Linked DNA regions of Mus musculus: region 2 is linked to region 1. A link is a contact called in public HiChIP or PLAC-seq data. All regions are on one chromosome and are shown on one strand. The core of a region is the stretch at or near the end of the contact, and the rest is flanking DNA. Distances in the headings are between cores, read along the strand shown. Region 1 overlaps Alk (anaplastic lymphoma kinase). Region 2 has its middle 50 kb from the start of Ypel5.

Evidence for each region. HiChIP or PLAC-seq counts read pairs in DNA pulled down with a chosen protein or histone mark.
Region 2: a contact with region 1 is called in an H3K4me3 HiChIP or PLAC-seq map of bone marrow-derived macrophages, with 8 times the contacts expected there. The contact joins two enhancer-like sites. A contact is called at or near these places in 1 of 484 Hi-C or Micro-C datasets (the N1E-115 cell line) and 1 of 115 datasets of contacts at active chromatin or transcription factors (bone marrow-derived macrophages).

What each region holds. Positions count from the first base shown.
Region 1 is chr17:72,179,411-72,184,410 of GRCm38.p6, forward strand. All of the region lies in intron 4 of Alk (anaplastic lymphoma kinase), which reads right to left. Among named protein-coding and RNA genes, the nearest start is that of Gm41613, 52 kb to the left of the region's middle. Within about 2 kb of position 3,266, at least 9 of the 459 cell types and tissues checked have an H3K27ac peak or open chromatin away from gene starts, as enhancers often do. A contact at or near this core is called in bone marrow-derived macrophages, where this site is marked.
Region 2 is chr17:72,784,592-72,789,630 of GRCm38.p6, forward strand. No RefSeq gene overlaps it. Among named protein-coding and RNA genes, the nearest start is that of Ypel5, 50 kb to the right of the region's middle. Within about 2 kb of position 3,665, at least 36 of the 459 cell types and tissues checked have an H3K27ac peak or open chromatin away from gene starts, as enhancers often do. A contact at or near this core is called in bone marrow-derived macrophages, where this site is marked.

The sequences.
Region 1 (5,000 bases), core at 2,016-4,515:
TACCCACTGGGAGCAGGGTCGGACTTTTATGGTCCTTTCTGTGGACAGCGGTCAGGGCTTTAGAAGGCTTAGTATTTGACAGACCTGGTAGGGAGTTGACTCCAAGCATCTAGAGAAGCAAGGACTGCAGCAGGAATGACCTACCTTACAAGTCCTCTCTTCACTTAAGCCCCATGGCCAATAAAGTTCACTCAAGTCAGGCTTCTGGGACCCTGCTGGCTACTGATGATGGTGACCTATTTTGGCTGTCCAGTGGCTTTCCTAAGCAACCATGGAGAGGATTTCCAACAATTGTTTTGTGTTCTGTTGAGCATTTAAAGATCACGTTCACATGCTTGCCCATCTTTTGTGGGTGTGCTTAGAGCTGAGTCCTGAGCATGTCTGGGCTTGCCGAAACAGGAAGTCTGAAGTAGAAGGTGGTGAGGTGAGTACTCCGAGAAATAGCCACTGTGCTGCCCCTCGCTGGCTTTTTAATGAGAATATCGCACCATCCCCCAGCCAGTGGCAAGAATTAAGGAAGTTACGCTCGACTCTTAGTTGTTCTGGTGTCGGGCCTCAGCTAACATCTGTGTGTGTACTGAGATGGTATTTCCCCGGGTAATGCCCTGAGACGGTCTGGCTAAAATAGCAGCCACTGAAGCTGGGAGTCAGTCCCATCCCTGATCGCCTCAATCGGTATGTGTATTCCGGCTGGATTCCCAGGGGATTCGTAAGTACAGCAGACACTGAGCATCCCTGTACCGTGTTATGTAAGTGTGCCCACTCATGGGTATCATCTGAGATACATGATTAGAGCACTGTTCCAGCTTACCCTGTGAGTGTGGTTTGAGAGATGGTTTGAATGAAAGGAGAAAGGGTGAGAAAGAACACATAAGGAATGCAGCCACCCTGCCACCTGTAGACAGGCCGGGAAGTAGGAAACTCAAGGTCAGTTGTTAATGAGACACATGGATACACACATACACACTCGCCTGTGCCCTGTGCACACGCACACGAGCACGCGCGCACACACACACACACAGAGGAGCATGACCACAGTGTCCAGACCTCCCCATAATGGAAGCTACTAGTCTTCAAGAACACTGACTGTTGTGGGTGTTTAGAAGTAGCCCCGTAGTAGACTGTGTGCGCACTCATATTTAACAGTTTGGCTTTGACCCTTGAGCCTCACTGGCTCCCTCATCTTCTGTGGGAACATCTCTCACACAGTCCCACTTTTTTTTTTACATTAAAAGAAGCTTATTTAAAAGGAAAAAAAATAATCCAGTCAAGGTAGAAAGGCTTAAGGAGAACAAGGCTCCCTCAAGCATGGCGGAGGCTGTTTTAAGACTAAATTAGATCCGTGAAAGCTCTTTGTACTCACTTGTACAATTGCATCCTGCCTCTCCTACCCTCGTGATTTTTAATGAATATAAAGTCTGAAATCCGGGAGGAAAGAGCATTTTGTTTTTTTTCTCTTCCACATAAGTATTTCAGTCTTGGTTTCTTGGAAACCCTTGACGGCCTTGATTCATGAATGAATCTTAATCCCTCTCTCCTCCTGTTTGTCTAAAGGCAGTGATTCACCCCAAATTATGCAAAAAAATCAAGAACATGTAAACTGGAAGTTGGATTTCTTAGTACGTGTGTTTCTCTTCCTTTGTTCTCATTTATGCATGGTAGGATGTTATTTCACAACAGCTCAAAAGGACTTTTAGGCACACACGCTTACAATGAAGACTTTGGGGACTTAAAGTGCCAGAAGCACAGAGGTAGGGTCACACAGAGGTTTCTTAAAGACAACATCTAGCCAGACGGTGCAGTGGTGTTGGTATTTCTGGGTAGCATTTGCCATCATTCTATGGATCAGACCTGAGACCTGCCTTATCCTAATAAGGAGAAAGACTGAACAGCGGTTTCAGGCTCTATTCCCTGCCCCAGGGGACCCTTTGTGGGTCATGGCTGTGATGGAAGGTGACACACTGTGTCTGGAGCAAGGTGACAGGTGAAATTGTCCAGAATGTCCTCACATTCTTATAGCTCCTCTTACAGGGAAGAGGAAGGGGTCCCAGATGCTGAGGCAGGACAGCTAGGTGAGTGGAGACGAGGAAGCCAAGGCATCCCCTCTTTTCCCATTTGGGCACCAAGGGAAGCTTAAGGCTCCCGTTAATCCCTTCCGATCTGGCAAGGATGAAATGTCCTTAGTAACTGATATTTTTTAAAGCCCCTTAAAAGTCCCCGGTGGCAGGTGATTGGTATTTTAAAGCACAAAATTTTAGTTAAGGGAATCAATCAATGAGTGAATCAATATTTGTTTAGCATCTGCAGTGTGCTTCACCGTACACCAGTTTGCAATAGCGCACAAAGATTAAGTATAACATATAGCTGCAAACAGGAAGAGGTTCTTTCTGCAACGCTTATAAATAGGCCTTAGTGATCAAAGGAGCTGAGTTCAAAACCCTGTTCTACTGCTTTGGAGAACTGTCTTATTTCCTCAAGTCTTAGTTTTATTCCCTAGATCTAAGTGTTAATGATATTTCATGGAATTTTCCAAGCATTCAATATGCATGGTGTTTGTAACATGTTTAGCTCATACAGAAAGCTCACTAGATAGCAGTGACAAGCACATTGTCTCGGGGAAACCAGAAATCCTTACTCAAGTTTTAAATAAAGACAGCCCTGGAAGTTAACAGAGAAACTGACAATGTAGGCTAGACCCTTCCACACAGTGGGGCTATTTTGTCATCTATATCGGTTTTGTTTTTGTTTGTTTGTTTGGGACAGGGTCTCACTATGCACACAGAAGAGGACATGGGATCTCCTAGAACCAGAGTTACAGTTAGTCCGTTGTGAACCTCCTATGAGTAGGTTCTGGGAACCAAACTCAGGTTCTCTGGAAGAACAAGTACCCTTAATACTGAATCATCTCTCCAGCTGCTTTAGTTCTAAAGAGTTGAACATGGAGTATGCTGTCATGTTCCTGGAAGTCTTTCTGAGGGACATGACTCGTGAAGCAGGGACCTAAAATTCCCAGCTCTACCTTGTCTAGCTGTGCCTGAGCCACACAGGTCAGACTGAAGGCCAGGGAGTAGGGTATGGAGGGCTGGAGAGTGGGGGTTTGAGCGAGTTGGGGGGGGGAATCTGACCTCTGTGTACTCTAGCGGTTACCTTACTCCTTATCAGATCCTCATCCTTAAACTCTTAAAACCCACCCCACACACCAGACTTCCTGTGCATCTTAAAACCCACCCCACCCACCAGACTTCCTGTGCATCTTAAAACCCACCCCACCCACCAGACTTCCTGTGCATCTTCTGAGTTCCCTTTTGGCTCTTAGGTCTTCCCACTGCATTCAGAGTGCTTTTAAAATCTTCTTAGTGAACAGCATAATTTATCTGCAACTAGTGCAGTACATTTAAAGTGCAGAACATGATGGGAAGAAGGGACCAGCAGGAGACAGAGGAGGGCAGAAGACAAGGCCATGGGAGGATAATTGTAATCAAAGCTCATTATGTGCACAAATTATAATATCATAACGAAACCCAATTATTTTGTACAATTAATATACGCTAGTAATTTTTTTGTTTAAAGGAAAAAGTGCATAATTTGATAATTTACACTGGTCTTTTACAGTAGGAAACCACAAAATGCATTCAAAATACAGAACCCTTCCATTATGTGCAGGTTTCCTGCTGTGTAATGCAAAGGCTCTCTTGTCTCTTCCCAGTCACGCTTCCTTCCCTATTTTCTGAAGATCTCCTGTCCAGATTTCTGTGAGTTTCGTATGCCAGTTCAGTTTGCAGTTTCTGGCATTCTATATAAATTGAAGCACACATTAAGAGGTTTCTTTTTCTTGTCTAATGACTTGTAGACTAATCTATGTCATATATTCAGTAAGCAATGTATTTTTCCTTATTTTATGTGCATGTGTGCAGCTATGTCTGTAGGGAGATGCATGCTACAGCTCATGCATGAAGGTCATCAAAATTAGGGTAAGTGGTTCTCTCTATCCTGTGAATCCCAGGGACTAAACTCAGGTCATCAACCTTGGAGGAACGCTCATTAAATCATGCCTTGTTATTTTCAGACAGGGCTCTATAGTCACACAAACTAAAGCTCCCTTATCTACTTGCCTATAGAGGGACCACTCAGTCATTTCCAGTTCTTAACTCTTGTGAATAAAGCTGCTATATATTTTAAGGTATAGGTTTGTGTGAACATTCACTTTTTATTTTCTCCCATAAACACACAGCAGTGGACTAGCTGGCTGGTTCCACTGGTAGTTTTAAAAGAGATATTCAAAGTGTTTTCCAAAATGGTGACACTATCTTCTGCTTGAAGTGGCGGTAATGAGAGTTTTAGTTCTTCATATCCATGCCAGCATAGAATACAGTCTGCAATGTGATCTGTCTTCCTAATTTAAGCCATGTCTCCAGCATCTTTCTGGACTCCATGGCCATTTGCCTATCTTCCTTCATACAGAATCTATAAGAAATAGCTTTCTGCCGGGCGTGGTGGCACACGCCTTTAATCCTAGCACTCGGGAGGCAGAGGCAGAGGCAGAGGGAGGATTTCTGAGTTCGAGGCCAGTCTGCTCTACGGAGTGAGTTCCAGGACAGCCAGGGTTATACAGAGAAACCCTGTCTCAGAAAAAAAGAAAGAAAGAAAGAAGGGAGGGAGGAGAGGGAGGGAGGGAGGGAGAGAGGGAGGGAGGGAGGGAGGGAGGGAGGAAGGAAAGAAAGAAAGAAAGAAAGAAAGAAAGAAAGAAAGAAAGAAAGAAAGAAAGAAAGAAAAAGAAATCACTTCCTATTTCTTTATTCAGTGGATAAAAGAAATTTATTATATATAGCAAAGCTTTCTTCCCTTTTGAGGTTTGGGTTTTCATGTTTTATTTCTTTAATTTAAAATTTTTATTTTCTTCAAACTCATTGTCTAGCTGAAGATAGCCTTGACCTTCTGAGCCCATGTCTATACTTCTTTGAGTGTGGGGCATACACCTTAGTTTGATGCATTACTGGGGA
Region 2 (5,039 bases), core at 2,415-4,914, 610 kb after region 1:
TTCATTCAATGAAACTGTTGTTCATAATCATAAAGAACTGAATTTAAGGAATGAATTACAATCTTGAAAACAAGATGAACACAAATACTGCTTGGTTCTATTTATACAAAGCTCCAAAAGACTAAACTAACATCAATAAAACTAACTCAATTAAAAAAAAAAAAAGCAGACTATCTAGGAGAGAAAGGGCAAATTAGCCCTAAGGGTAACAAGAGGAATTTCTGAGGAAATTATGGCAATGTTCTTTATGCTGCTTACTTATTCCATAAGCACAGGCAACTAGAAAAACCATCTCCCTTGAAGCATATCTAAGTAAGATAAATTTAACAAAAAAAGAAAACAAATTATGTCCTTTCCATAAAATGATCAAGAATGTTTGAAAAAGATCTAAGAAGAAATTCTAGAAGTGAAGTATCCAGAGTATTGGGGAGGATCAGAGGGACACACACACCCTGAGCCCCAGCAGTCCAAGGCAGAGCTCTGAGTTCACAGTCAGCCAGGGCTACACACTGAGTTCCAAGACAGCCAGAGCTACAAGACCCTGTCTCAAAAAAAATAAAAATGTAAATAAAAAAAAAAATATATATATATATATATAAGCACTAAATTAAAGGCTGAGTAGACTCTGCTTCGAGCTAAGGTTTACATAAAATCTTAAGGCTTAAGTCTCTCAGGAACATCTTTAAAAGCAACAGAGTGTCGTTAATTTCAGGGCCTGGAATATAATTCAGCCGGTAAAAGGCCTAACTACACAAACCTGTCGTCTGAGTTCGGTTCACAGAACCCACATAAAGAACCTCATACAGTGTCACACTCCTCCAGAGAGGAAGCAGAAATAGGAGAACTGCCTGGAAATTCACCACCAGCTGGCCTGGAGCATAAAGCACAAGAGCCAAGATAAGAGAGACCCTACATAAATGAGAGAGACCCTACATCAATGAGAGAGACGAGATCCTACATCAACGAGATGAAAGATGAGAACTGAATCCTGAAAGTTGACCTCTGCCCCCCAAGTGCTGCAGCACACACATATACATGCAGATTTGTCACATGCACACGCGCACACACACAAATTCATAAAAGATGTTTTCAAACACTTATCAATACATGAAAAACTTGAATCGAGTTCTGTTTCATTTTTTAACTTATTCTTTTCTTTTGTAGATTACATCCCATCCACAGTTTCCCTCCCTCCTCTCCTCCCAGGCGCTCCCCACACCTCCCCTCTCCCCCAGATGCCTTCCCTCCTCCAGTTCCCTTCAGAAAAGAGCAGACCTCCCAGGAGTGTGAGCCAAACTCAGTATAACAAGTTACAATCAGACTAGGCACATACTCTCGTTATCACGGCTGGATGAGGAGGAAAAAGTTCCCAAAAGCAGGTATAAGAATCTGAGGCACACTCACTCCCACTCTTAGGAGTCCCATAAGAACACCAAGCTACACAACTGTAACATACATGCAGAGGACCTGCCTCAGGCCCATACAGACTCCCTGACTGTCGCTTCACTCTCTGGGAGCCCTAGGAGCCCTGCTTAGTTGCTGAATCTAGTTGTTAAAGAGGTCAGCATGAGGCTGTGAGTCAGACACCCAACTCTGCATTCTCCTCTCAAGATAGTTGCTGAAAGTGGCCTGAGAGCCGGGAAGGGTGGGGGGGCGAGGATCAGAAGAAAATTGCAATGAATGTGCTGAGGATCTCAATAGAGACTGTGTTGTCTAAAGAGAGATAAGCATCAAAGCGCAGGCTCCTGTAAACGAATCTCAGGTTTTCAGGTGAGAGCCTGCTAGAGCCATCCACAAGAACCAAAAGGGGCAGCTTTCACGGAGACTCAAACAACTATCTTTCCCCTTTTTCTTCATTTTGAATTTCAAAATGGATTGAGTCTATGAGTATTTTACTAGCTCAACCATCTAAGTGAAGTAAAATAATAACAATAATTCATAATTGGCAAGAGAGTTCATTCCGAGTCTCAAATTAGCTCTACAACTTTCCAAACACAATGTTGCTCATTCGAACAAAACCTAGGCAAGCACCGTAGAGGGCATACAAAGGAAGTATGAATGCTACCAATTCTGTGCTCGTTCCGCTGCCCAGGCTCCCTAGAGCCTACATCATGTTCCCGGAGATGATTTTCAGCAATTACTGCAACCATGTATGTGAACCCCCATTATTTACACAATGCCCATCATTATTTAGACACTGTATCTGCCCTTCTTAAAGGAAGATAAGAATTGGATTCCCCCAATCACAACTAGTAAGAATGCTTACCCTTACCCCAAGACTAAGGTAATGTCACAGAAGTGGGTGAAAAGACAGCATGGGGCAGAGTATAGTGTAGACTGCTTAGAAATGGTGCCTTCTGGACACAACAAGGCTGTTGCATCCATGAACATACTACTATGGCTCCTTGCACAGATCAACGTGCCAACACAGATGGAGGAGGAGCTCTGAAGGATCCACCAGGAGCTGAGGGGCCACTGACAGCTGATGGCTACTATGGGAGGAGGAATCAGTTCTCTGCAGAAGTGGGGTCTCTGGTAGAGGACCCACGCACATGCATACAGCACTGACTAGATACAATGGGTTATGAAGGAGGACAGGGACAAAGAGGTACATATGATCAAAATGCATTATATACATGTATAAAATTCTCCAAGAATAAGTAGATCTTATTTCAAAGAACACAGAAATATCTAAATGAACCAAATGTTTTACATAAACCTTAGAAGGTTTGAGAATTTGCTGCCAAAATACTATGAAAACTCTATACTTTTCTCTATGTATTCATGAAAGTTTCTTAGGATAATATATTTGTTATTGCTTTGAGAATTGAATACATATGCACACTATATTTTGGTCATATACACATGCACTCTCATTTTCCCCCAACTCCTCCTATATCCACCCCTACCTTCTCCCAACCTCATGAAGGTTTTGAGTAGTGAGCAGGATTTTGCTGAGTAGCCAATCTAGCCTGATACTATGTTGTCCAGGCTGGCCTCAAACTTATAGCAACCCATCTACCTTAGCTTCCAAGTGCTGAGATTAGAAGAATGCAGCATCAGGTCTGGCTCTGATGCTGCTCTTCTGTTGACACTAAGGGTTGAAAACAAGGCTTTGTGCATGCTAGCTAGGCAAACACGGTCTCACTGAGATGTTTCCCTGGCCCTCTTTGGTGATAATTGCTTTAAAAGGAAATGGATACTTTGGGTAAGAGCCTGTGGAGAGAAAAGGGTGTTTGTGAAATCTAATTTGACTGTCTACAGCCACCACATGCCCAGCAGGTCTGTATTTCTGCCACATTATCTTTCGTGATCTGCATGCTGTTCTATGTTTGCTGAATTGCATCCTTCATTTTCTCACGTGTGTTCTCTGCTTTGAGTTGTTTCTATTTTGAGAAGGTTATATAAGATCCGCGTTTATTTAATACTGATGTCAGCATTTCGAGTGCTGTGAAATCATCTGTTTTGTGCTATAAATACACCAGTACCTGCTCATTCCAGTTATTAAGCTAAGTCATGTACACTTTACTTTGTGATACTGTGACTGACTCTTTCCACACCTTATTTCTAACTTGCCAGCAGGCTACCAGGCAGGCCCTCTCAATAAATAGGAGGTACTAAGAATAGAATGGATGGAGACAGAAGAAGGGAACATCTTCTGTGGCTTCCAGCTTCCTTCCTCTTTCTTAGAGCTTGCCTTTAGCAATGCTTCCTCACTCATTTACCCCCAGTTCTTTCCCATGCCAGCAACTGGATTCAGGGCCCCAATTATTGGCTCTAACCAGACAAGTCTCATCACATACCCTCAAGAGCTCATCACAACCAGCGAGGCCAGTGGACCTAATGGGTCACAAACCCTTTGGGAAATTAAATGACTTTTTCTTGTCAGATATTCTGCATATCAGATATTTCCATTATGATTCATAATAGTATCAAAATTATAAAGTAACAACGAAAATGATGATGGGGGTCACAATGATGAGGAAGTGTATTAAAGGGTCACAGCATTAGGGAGGTCAAGAATCACTGCGCTGGGCCCTTTCTCAGAGGTCAGATCCCAAATCATTCCTGGGAGCTTAGATATACCAGTGTTGGATGGAACAAACTACGCAGCCTTCCTCCAAGGTGAAAAGCCTTCATGACTCCAACCTCTCCTGTCTTTGCTCCCTCAGCTTTGATGGCTCCTGAGTGTAGGCTTACAGGTGATCCCACTAGGCTCCTCCCAGAAACCTAGGAAAGGCACCAGGCCTGGGTGGTGGTGTATAAAAGGACTACCCTTCCACCCCGGAAGCATTCTCTGTGCCCATGTGTTCTCAGCCGGTCTCTCTCTCTCTTCTCCTTTCTGTCCTTCTTTTGGTCCTTCTCTGTCCCTCCCTTCTCTGTCCTCATGGCTCCTGTCTGTCTGCCTTTACCCCTTCTCCAGGCCCTCATTCCCTTCCCTTCCCCTTTTATAAACCCCCTTTTGTACCAGGTCTGTTGCATGGTGTGATTTCTCCAGGGGCACCTTGGCATGGGCCCGCCAGGTACCACCATGGTTCCAGGTACCCACCGCTGCCTCTTGCCCTTCTAACACTTTGAGAGAAAATCCTATTTTGTTTGTTGCTTTCAGAAACCTAGGTAACAAATATATACATTATTAATAATTTCCTTGTTTTTAGCATTTATTTTATTTTTTTAAGTATGTGTGAACATATGTGAAGAAGTCCAAAAGAGGGTATAGGATCCCCTGGAGCTGGCATTGCAAGTGGATATGAACTGTGTAATGTGGGTGCTGAGAACTGGGTCCTCTGCAAGGACATGCTCTTAACCACTGCTAAGAGCAAGTTATCTCTCCAGCTCCATTATAAATAATTTGTATATACACTGACCTTTTTTAAAATGACTAGCAAGTCTTTTAAATAAATTATATCCTCTCTGAATCCCCTTGACTCTTTTGAAGTTCACACCATCAGTGATTCCACATATTTTGGCAGATTATGCTAATTTTTTAATTATTTTTAAATGATTGGGGTTTTTTTGAAATAGATGTCCTAGAGCTC